3 separate regions of the Mus musculus genome follow, and all the other regions are linked to region 3. Evidence: chromatin contacts called from public promoter capture Hi-C data. All regions are on one chromosome and are shown on one strand. The core of a region is the stretch at or near the end of the contact, and the rest is flanking DNA. Distances in the headings are between cores, read along the strand shown.

Region 1 (3,321 bases), core at 339-2,838, 280 kb after region 3:
TTCCCTTCTTGCCTCAAGGTCAGAAAGAGATGTTTTTCTTACCCTCCCAAAGCAGTCCATGCCTTCCCATGGGTTGTGTTTCACTATACACTCTTTTATCGTTTGACATCCAGTTGTCTGTAAAGAATCATTTTCTTTTTAGCAAATACCTTTTTAACTGTATATTATGGATTATTTCACTGACTTTCACTGTTGATATTTTAATATTTTCAAATGTACTATGGGTTGTTTGGGTTTTTTTCCTTCAAAGTGTTTATTAGTAAATGCTCTAATCCAGTCTTATGCATTTGTCCTTTAAATAAAACTTCTAAATATAGGTTGACTCCTTGATTCAAGAGATAGACATAGATGTGACATCATAGTTTACATCTCAATCTCCAGTCCTCTCCATGGTCCCTGGGGGCCCCCTAGGACTCTTGTATTACAATCTGGAAATCTTAGTTCCAATTGGGTCCTCATAGCAGGGAGGGTAGGCATGGCCTGAGACCTCCTCAGAGGCCATGGCATGACATCCAAGTGGTTACAGTATAAACTCCTTTGTATGTTTATTTCCCCAGAAGTTGACCACCCCTCTTGGTTCTCTGTTGTTAGCTCCAAGAGTGCCTTGCTAGCGCCTTGTTTCTATTGAGCCTAAGCTATAGAAAGCCTTGGTCCCACCTGTCCCCGTGCCTAGTGAGCTGGCATCTTGGGAACCCACTGGCTCTGTGCTTCTCATCACACTCAGTTCTAGGGAAAACCTTGGTGGAGGCCAGATAACTCTCTCTAGGCCATGGTTTTGTCCTATCTCTTCCCTTCATATCTGTGCTCCTGGAACTCCAGTCTGACATCTAAGGATACAAAGTCTATCAGGAAGGCAAGAGATCTGTGAGTTTTGCTTACTCATATCCCAAGATCCCTGGACAAAGGGGACAGAGGAGCTAAGGCAGAAAGAGGAGTCACTGGCTGAAGGCAGAGCAGCCCATGCTAGACTCCAAGGAAGCTTTGTCCCAGGGCCCATGGGGTCAGATCTTGGGACCAACACTCAACCCAGCAGTGATTCGTGAACTTTTTTTGTCTCTTGCTTTGCCCTATTTCCTAGGACCAGTTCCCTTTAAAAACTCCCAACCTCATCTCAACTGAACTCCCCTTGGGAGAAGAAAGGGAAATTCTCAGGCCTTGGTCTGTCTGAACACCCTGAGAGGACAGTGTAGGTCCCTGTCCTCTTGAGCTGACAGGACTTGAGAAGGCTGTCCAATGCCTGCCATCCTGCCTGCCTGGGTTTCTCTGTGAAGCAGCTCCTGCATCCCTCTGAGCTTTCCCTCATGATTTAAAAATGTAGATGCTATCTATGGAAAGAAAGGTGAGATAAACAACATGGAATGAGAATCTTCAAGGGACATGGTTTGTTTTTACTGACAGAAGAGGGAGCAACAGGGATGGGAGGAATCCAGTTCTGCCTGACAACAGGCATCCTCTCCAAATTGCGTAGGTCAGAGAGAGTGTGTTATTTATTAGAGTCTGACATCTGTTGCTGTGATATGATAAGCTCCATTAAAAAGCCTGGCCATCAGTCAGCTGCTTATACAGCTTCATCCCAGAACTAGCCTCTCACTGGCCTGGGAGCCTGCACAGCCCTGACTGTACCAGGCACCAGCATTTGCAATGCTGCCCTGCCTTACCTCTTGCTGGGAAAGCCAATCAGAGCAAGTCCCCTCAGCAGGACCCCTTGGCCCATCTTTTCTCAGGCTTCTTTCTGCTTTTCCAAAGCTCTGTAGCTCTTGTGGTTTTGAGCTCTCTGTCTACCCCTCTTTCTCAGTGGAAAACAGGGTTGGGCCATAGTTTTAACCTCAGTCGTACAAGCCAAGATGCTGGCTTAAGTTGGGCTTATCAGGGGAGAGCCAGAGGTGGGAGGCATCTGGCCCATTGTCCAGTTTTTGCTAGGAAAGTCATGGTGGGGACTACTGAGTGCTCAAGCATGAAATCTAGTTATATCAGCCCCTGCCGTGGGGAAAGTCTTCTCCATCACTTTGTGAGGTTGCCAGATTGTTTGTGAGATATAGTCAATGTTTTCTTTCTTAGAAAAATATACAGCCGGGCAGTGGTGGAGCACGCCTTTAATCCCAGCACTTGGAAGGCAGAGGCAGGTGGATTTCTGAGTTCGAGGCCAGCCTGGACTACAGAGTGAGTTCCAGGACAGCCAGGACTGCACAGAGAAACCCTGTCTCAAAAACCAAAAAAACAAACAAACAAATATATATATATAAAATAAACAAATATATATATATATATATATATATATATATATATATATATATATATATATATATATATATACACACACACAAAAAGAAAGGGTAGAGAAGTTCTGAATTGGGGTTTTTAAATAACACACCCAAGAGGAATGTACATTGACTAATAGGATCAGAGTTCCCTTTGAACCATTGGAAGAAGACACATATAAGAAACCAAAGAAAATGCAAAGCTGAGAGTTAGGAGACTTGGATCTCATCCAGGTACCACTCTTAACTGCCTGTGTGATCTTGGGAAGGGCATGCCATTTTCTGGGCCTTGGTACCCTCATCTGAAAGCATCAGGCAAGTATCTACCTGTTATCACTAAACTGTGATCGATTCATGGAAATTTTAAGTGAAAAGTATGTTTAAGATAGCATGGCATAGTTTTTTTTATCTGTATTGAAAAACATCCATCCCTGTTAGCAGAGGTCAGATACAAACTGAAATCTTACTCTATAGAATTAAGGACACTGTGTACGTGATACTGTTTGTACAGCCTGCATCTGATATTTATAGAACACTTTGGCTGTGGAATGTGCACGCATATGCCCCGAATACACACCCTGTAAAATCACTCTAGATGCAATACATTTTCAGATGTCAAGTTAAAACAGCTTCCTGGGAATTAGGCTTGACTGTTCAGATGTGTGTGTGCTGGCTTCTGACACATGCCGCTAGGGCTGCTCAGGGCTGTCATGTGTGATGTGGAGGCCAGCCAAGGCAAGAGGGCTCAGACTCTTGTTTCTATCACTTCTCATTAAGGCAGAGATTGGAGGAGGAAGAGGAGGAGGAGGAGGAGGAAGCACCATCAGAGGATGGTCAGAGAATGGGGACTGTTCATACTGTGCAGATTATTGTGACAAGCAACAGGCCTTGCTTCTGCAGGAACAAGACTCTCTCTTGCCTGTCATCGGATCATTCAGCACAAGGAGCACTGGTGGCAAGAACTGATTCATGCCTGCTGAAGTGGAGTTGATAGAAATAAGCAAAAGAGTGACTAGGCAAATAGCTCTCTTGTCTTTCCTCAGTGATCCACAAAAGTCATAGC
Region 2 (3,400 bases), core at 531-3,030, 320 kb after region 3:
CCTTTGTGTACATATAGGGTTGACGCTTCCAGTTAGCTAACCCTTCAGTTTCCCTGTTTTGAGAGCTTTGATTCCCAGGGCAGTTCTTCCTCTAGGCCTGGTATCCACACATCTCAAGCTCCAATAAAGATCTCTGTACACACACCACACACTTTGGACACGTGTGCTTCACACACGTGTGCTTCACTAACCCTGGCTGGGACAGCAGCTGACCTGGCCCTTCTGAAAGCCGGACCTATCCGCCTTATCAGGTGAGAACCAAGGCCCAGAGAGAGGAAGTTGGTTGTTCAAACAACAGTAGGTGGTTGAGCCAGGAAGTGGGACATACTCCTCACCCCCACCCCCACCCCCACCCCTACCCCCACAGTGTTGGCCTTCTCTGGGCACAATGCAAAGTCCCAACAAAGCCAGATTCCTCTCTCAAAGGGGCATCTGGATTCCCACACAGGGCTTCCCCCAACAGAGAGTTCCAGAGGCAAAGGCTGACAGAGACACGGGGACTAGGAGAGTGACCGGGCACAGATAAAGTAGGCCTGTCTCTGAGGCCACTGGGTCCTCTCTTGCCCTCCTTCTTCCATTACTGGCAGTGAAAATTTGAGTCCCCAAGAGGAGGCAGTTACAAAGGTAATTTTCGTGGTAATCCAGCCCAGGTCAACTGATCTGTTTTTCTATTAATTGTTTTCCCTAAAATTGCCTTGTTCTCTGAGTTCATGCAGAGCCCCCTCAGGAGCTATTTTATCATATCTGGTTTCTAAATGGTCATACAGCACTGGCTTTCTTACCTCAGGCATATCATGCCCTTCCTAAGGGACGAGGAGTCATTCTCGTCTGCTGGTTAAGCGAGTGGCTTCCGTGGAGGCCTTTCCGCTTTGGAAGTCTATGGAAGGACTTAAGGAGGAGCAGTGTGTGGAAGCCAGAGGCCTATCTGATAACGGGAAAAGGATGGGAAGGCAGCTTAACAGGGAGGCAGGGCAAGGCATGGGGCTCTCTTGCTCTGAAAAGGGGAGAGTGAGTGAGAACTCCCCCAACAATGTGGCAGACATCTTAACCTCCATGTATCTGTGCCACTGCGTCTGTCCTCCCCATCCCATCCCTACCCCCACCCCCCAAGGGGACAGAGGAGAGACAGATGACATGCCTAGGTAATGAACTAGCCCAGAAGGGGAAAGATAACACCTGGAGGATTACGGATGCTTAGAATTTAACACCTCCTTCTCTCAGATCCAGAACCTAGCAGATAGATCCCCTGGGGGAGGATCCTGCTTGCCTCTGCCTGGTGTGGTACTCCACATTGGGCTTGCCTAGACCTTTGGGGACTGAGAGAATGAGGAAGCATGTGGCCATTCCTCATACCTCCATTTTCTGATTGATTCCTTTTCTTACCAGTGTGCCTGCCTATCTTCTACCAGGGACTCTAAGCCCCCTAAAGGGAACTGCGTGAGGCTCCCAATAGTTAGTGGTCAAGTGTTCCTGGGTCTAGTCTGCATCTCCCAAATGCAATTCTTACATTTATATACGCCCCCTGACTCTCCGTGGCCTCACCCCAGCACCTAGGGGTACAGGGTTCACTGATTGTTTGTGGATTGTATGGGAAGAATGTTGAGCACAAAGTGCTGGGCTCCAGAGACCTGGATTCCAATCCTGTTCTGACACTCACCACCACCCTTACGGGTAAAGAAAGGCTAAACACTCAGAACTTCCGTTTCCTTGGCTGTACCATGAATGCTGAGCCGGACACAGAGAGAATAGCATTATCACTGTCAGTATTACTTGTCCTCTAGAGTCCTAGAAGGGCAGCTCTGCCTGGCAAACCCCTCTGCTGTGGGCAGCCCCACCCTTCCTGCTCCCCTCTCTGCCCCTCCCCAGTTCAGTGATGGGGTGTTTTTAGGATAAGCATCCAACACAAGCACTGTGCCTTGAGGAATGATGGCCCTACTCCCAAATGGGGGAGTCCCTGCCGAGACCCTGGAAAAGACCAGTGACCAGGGGCCTTTGCAAGTAGGACTATGGCCGGAAATGGGTTGGATGAGGCCTGTGGCAGTGGCTGGTTGCTTGGTTCCCATTTTAAATGAGGAACTGCCTAGACTGCCCACTTAACCACAGACAAGGGCCTCAGCTTTCTGCTTTCCTCTGTCTCTGAACTCCAGTGTCTGGGCTGTGTTCCTGGTCCTGCTAGGATGAGTGGGAAACTGCTCCCATCACCCCTCCTGCCTGTTCCTGTTTTGGCCGTGAGGATCCAGTTTCCAGCTGGGTCAGCTCTCTGCCCCTTTCTGCCCCTCGGATCCATTCAGCCTGGGAGCAGTGACCAAGCCTGTGGCGTTCAGTGGTCCTAGACTCCAGGCACTGGTGGGGATTGCCATGATTGTTTTATTACTGACCCACTGCATAGACAATGAGGTCTAGGTTTGCCCAAGGCCAAGCAGCTGATTTGGTAAGCCACTGAGATATCAGGCAGGATCTGGCTACCCCCAAGGCTGATTCAAAGACCTGGAAAGGAGAAAAGGGGAGGGAAGAAAGGAGAAAAGATAATGGGTTCTGTCCATGTGCAAGAACTAAGCAATTACCACCTAGAACTGCCTTTTCACTTTGCTGGAGGAACATTTAATTGCTTCCTACAAATAATAACAAAACACCGTGCAGTGCCGGGCTTGTTCTATGCAAGGACTAAGTACTTCACATCGTGAACTGGTCCCAGGCTTAGAGTCAGCAGACCTGTCCTCTCTCAGGAGTCCCAGCCATCCTGAGCACTGGCCCCTGTCATCCCACACTGGCCTCCAATCATGACCCTCTTGCTTTGGCATTAACTCAGACATCTTCTCTTCCTCCAGCTACAGAGATTTTTGACCCCAGTCGCCTACCCATCCAGCATCCTGACCTCCAGTTCTGTGGCCACTACAATCTGGACTGAAATTGTCTCTCCCTTCAGCAAGTGGCACCCCTGGTAGGAACTTTGACCTCGTCTTGGAGAGTTCCTTTCTTAAAATCCCCTCAGACTACGATATTCCTGCATCCACCTAGCCCCAGTTCCTCATAGGAAATACTTCCTCATTTTTTATAAAGTTCAAACATGTATGGCAACTTGCACCTGTAATTCCATCACTTGGGAGGCTAAGGCAGGGGAATTACTGTGATCTCTCTAGGCTAGCCTGGGCTAAGGCAAGACCTTGTATCAAAATAATTATCACCCCAAAAGTCCAATATATAAAAAAGTTCTTACTTAAATATGCGCACGCGCGCATACACACACACACACACACACACACACACACACACCGTGCTAGGGAGATGGTTTAGTGAGCAAGAGTACCTACTGGGCAAACTTGAAGACCTAAGTTACAAACCCAGCACCCATGTAAAAATCTGGGTGTGGTTGCCCACATGCCTGTAACCCCAAGGCTGT
Region 3 (3,495 bases), core at 335-2,834:
ATAGGTGCCATTTTGTCTAAGTGTTTCTTTCATTTTCCAAAGTCAGGTCTTCTGTAATAGCTGTACTCTTCAAGGAGGTTTAATTGTTGATTAAAACTATTTTCTTAGTTTGTTTTCGGGATTTTTTTTTTTTTTTTTTTTTTTGGTTCACTAAAACTGTGTATTTGATGTTTTGATGACTTACTTTGAAAGTTCCTCTATTCCTCCACTTCCCATGTAAAGGGGAGATACTAGATGAAACCTAAAGAACTACATTAAAATTTCACACAGCTGTGAGAATATTGTTAGCACGAGTTTGTTGTAAGGTTTTTTTTTATAATTATACATAAACTTTTGTCTGATTAATAAGTTTCTAGTTAAATACTGCCTCCTTAGAAATCATGGTGTTGGTATTTACCCCATATTAACATTGAGAGGCTCACCTGCAGCAGATGAGACTGAAACATTACTGTATAGTTCCTCCCTGTCTGATATCTGCCCAGTGGAGGGAGGCCTACATCAAATGCCAAAGAAACATTATAGGCTAAGTGTCCCTGGAATTTACAGAAGGTGATCAGAGAAAGCCTTGTAGAGGGGGTGATGTTTGTCTTCGTCCTTCTAGAGAGAATAAAAGTGGGAAGTACAAGAGAAGTCAAGTAGGTGGGAGATGGATGCAGACTGGAAGAAGCTGGGGTTCATATGATGTGTTGTAGAGAAGGGTACTGATACAGTTGCTAAAGTGAGATTCCTGTGAAACAGCTACAAAGGCCAGGTGCATTTGGTGGCTTAGCTCGGGTCATGTTGCTATGGTAAAACAGCATGACTAAAAGCAGCGCTGGGTGGAAAGGTGATGTTTGTTGGTTTGTCTTAATCTTATAGTTTATAGTCTATCATCCAGGGAAGTCAGGGTGAGAATCCGAGGCAGGAACTTGGAGGCAGGAACCGATGTAGAGGCCATGAAGGAGTGTCACTTATTAGCTTGTTCTTCACGACTCCCTCAGCCTGTTCTCTTACACACCCACCCACAATGGTCTGTGTTCCCTAAGAAAATGCCCCTCAGGCATTAACTGTTCTTATGGAGGCATTCTCTTGGTTAAGAGTCCCTCCTCCCAGATGATTCTGGCTTGTGTCCAGTTGACATAAAAGTAGCCAGCACAAGGACATTGATGGAGCGCACCAAATGCTGGGCCAAGAGCCACGGAAAGAAGAACAGAATGAAAACTACCTCTGTGAACTGTGTTTCATGTGATCAGTGAAGGAGAGGAAATCTATGGTCAGAACTGAACATTGTTGAAGTAAAGTCTAAGGAGAGAGAAAGCATTGCATTATGCAAGAGAGCTAGACCACTGGGGTAAAAAGGATAAGAAAGTGTTCACAGCCTGTTTTTAGAATTGACTTTACAATTTGTAGTGTATGTCTTCAGTATTAGCAAGTGTGATGAATGGAGAATTTAAGAGCTAGAAAAGGCTCTGAGATTCATCTTACTCCACTCTTCTATTTTTGTACTGAAGAAACGCTAGTAGATTTGCAGAATCCTATAGCAGAGCTGAAATGGTAATTTCACTCTTCTGACTGAAGTTATCTTAAGTGCTTTTGAGAAATAAGCTGGAAAAGAACAGCGTTGGGAGGAGGAGGCACAGCCAGCAGTGTACTGGATCCAAGAGGAAGTGACTGAGGACCACAGGAAGGCTCACTTGGTGGGCCAGTGGGTCAGACAAATGCAGCGAGGCATCAGAGCACTCTTAAAGGTGCACACTTGATATCTGTCTTGTTGAAACACCAAGACAGGATGCACTATAAATGTGATCTCTTCTAGTAGCTGTTTCTCTAGGCACAGCCTGCTCAGGGACTTGTCACTCAGTGTTAATAGGTTAGCATTTAGTTGTGTATCCCACCCGGACTTCTCTCATCTTCTCTTGATGTACTATGCCAACTTGTCTGCACATTGAATGAAAGGGAACTGCATCTTGTTACCTGTGGGCTAGGAAACAGAATCAGTGCCTGGACTTCCCAAGATGTTGTCCTAGAGTACCTACCAAGTATAGAATGGGATTCTGCACCCGCACGAGAGGACATACTTGCCAAAGTTTTAAAGCCAAAATTTGCTTTAAGTTATTGGGCCTAATTATTAAAATTCATGAAAAAATGCATCTGATTTTGTGATATATTTGTGTTTTTAATGTAAAAGTATATCAGGTTATAATAATTAAGAGAAAATGAACTCTCTAATATGGTCCAGCTTGAAAAACAGTTTTAAGCAAATTTATTCTATTTATTTATACTTGTTCTTCTCCAAAAAGTGAGGTGGCTTAAATAAGGGACACGGGTACAGGTAAAAGAAGTCAATATAGACCTCAAATGTCAGCTGAGGCTCCACTTTAAACTCAGATCACTCATTAAAGGATGTGAGTTCTGTGAAGGGATCAGCTGCGTGTAAGACACTAGAATCAGTACTGGTGCCAGAAGCATCTCCGATACCACAGAATCATGAAGACACTCAACAAAGGCCTTCTGGCCCCATGGATCCCAAGGCTGGATGCATATTAGAATAATTTGGAAAGCGTGTTCTGACTTTAGCTTTCCTGGGAGCTAGACCCAGAATTAGGTACTTGGAGAGGCTTCTGGGTCATTTTTCTGTTTCATTGTGAACTGTGCTGGGAACCATTGTCTGAGTCATCTGTGAACATCTCTCTCACAGTGGCCTTTGCCTTTGCTCAACATGGCTTTACTGAAGTACGGTTTCTACTTAGGGAATAGCATGCATGCATATATACATACATACATACGCATGTATATATGTACATACATATGCATGTAATTTTTAAGAAGCAACTGTATTGGCACATACCTTGTATGCCACATGATTCACCCATTTAAAGTAGTAATTCAGGGGCATTTAGTATATTTGTTGCACTGAACAGTTGTCTCCACAATTTAAGGCCCATTGTCATCATGCTGAGAAGAAATGCCAAACCTATGATCAGTTAGTTCCCTGTCCTTCCCACCCCAGGCAAACACTACTTTGAATTTTGTTTGTATGGATTTGCCTATTTTGAACATTTCATGTAAATAGAAATCATTTCATGTATGTGCACATATATAGTCTTTTCTGACTATTTTCACTTGGCACACTTTTTTTAATTGTTAAGTAATATTCCATTATATGTGTATACCATATTTTATTTATTCATTTGTCAGTTGATAGATATTAGTGTTTTTTCCATGTTTTGGTTGTTGAACTACTGTTATTGTATGGGCATCCTTGTGTTTTCTTGGCTATATATCTAGGAGTAGAATTATAAGACCAAATGGTAACTCTGTATTCAACTTTTTGAATAACTGCATCAACTGACTTGAAAATGGGTTGTACTGTTTTATATTCTCACCTAGAATAGTATATAAGTGTTCTGGTTTCTTTGTGTGTTTGATAATACTTATTACTGTCTGTCTTTTTAATTAGCCATCACTGGTAGTTCTTCAGTAAATAGTGTCTCCATGTGATTTGGGTTTGCCTTG

The links. Capture Hi-C pulls out chosen DNA fragments and counts their contacts.
Region 1: a promoter capture Hi-C map of adipose tissue shows a contact between it and region 3. The contact joins two enhancer-like sites. A contact is called at or near these places in 1 of 15 datasets of contacts at CTCF or cohesin (the NIH/3T3 cell line), 1 of 484 Hi-C or Micro-C datasets (nephron progenitors), 1 of 115 datasets of contacts at active chromatin or transcription factors (CD8 T cells) and 1 of 9 other capture datasets (adipose tissue).
Region 2: a promoter capture Hi-C map of adipose tissue shows a contact between it and region 3. The contact joins two enhancer-like sites. A contact is called at or near these places in 1 of 115 datasets of contacts at active chromatin or transcription factors (fibro-adipogenic progenitors) and 1 of 9 other capture datasets (adipose tissue).

What each region holds. Positions count from the first base shown.
Region 1 is chr5:32,063,368-32,066,688 of GRCm38.p6, forward strand. The region is part of intron 11 of Babam2 (BRISC and BRCA1 A complex member 2); the gene reads left to right. Among named protein-coding and RNA genes, the nearest start is that of Gm40277, 25 kb to the right of the region's middle. Within about 2 kb of position 1,589, at least 23 of the 459 cell types and tissues checked have an H3K27ac peak or open chromatin away from gene starts, as enhancers often do. A contact at or near this core is called in adipose tissue, where this site is marked.
Region 2 is chr5:32,110,626-32,114,025 of GRCm38.p6, forward strand. No RefSeq gene overlaps it. Among named protein-coding and RNA genes, the nearest start is that of Gm36665, 8.8 kb to the right of the region's middle. Within about 2 kb of position 1,781, at least 75 of the 459 cell types and tissues checked have an H3K27ac peak or open chromatin away from gene starts, as enhancers often do. A contact at or near this core is called in adipose tissue, where this site is marked.
Region 3 is chr5:31,786,262-31,789,756 of GRCm38.p6, forward strand. The region is part of intron 4 of Babam2 (BRISC and BRCA1 A complex member 2); the gene reads left to right. Among named protein-coding and RNA genes, the nearest start is that of Babam2, 90 kb to the left of the region's middle. Within about 2 kb of position 1,585, at least 7 of the 459 cell types and tissues checked have an H3K27ac peak or open chromatin away from gene starts, as enhancers often do. A contact at or near this core is called in adipose tissue, where this site is marked.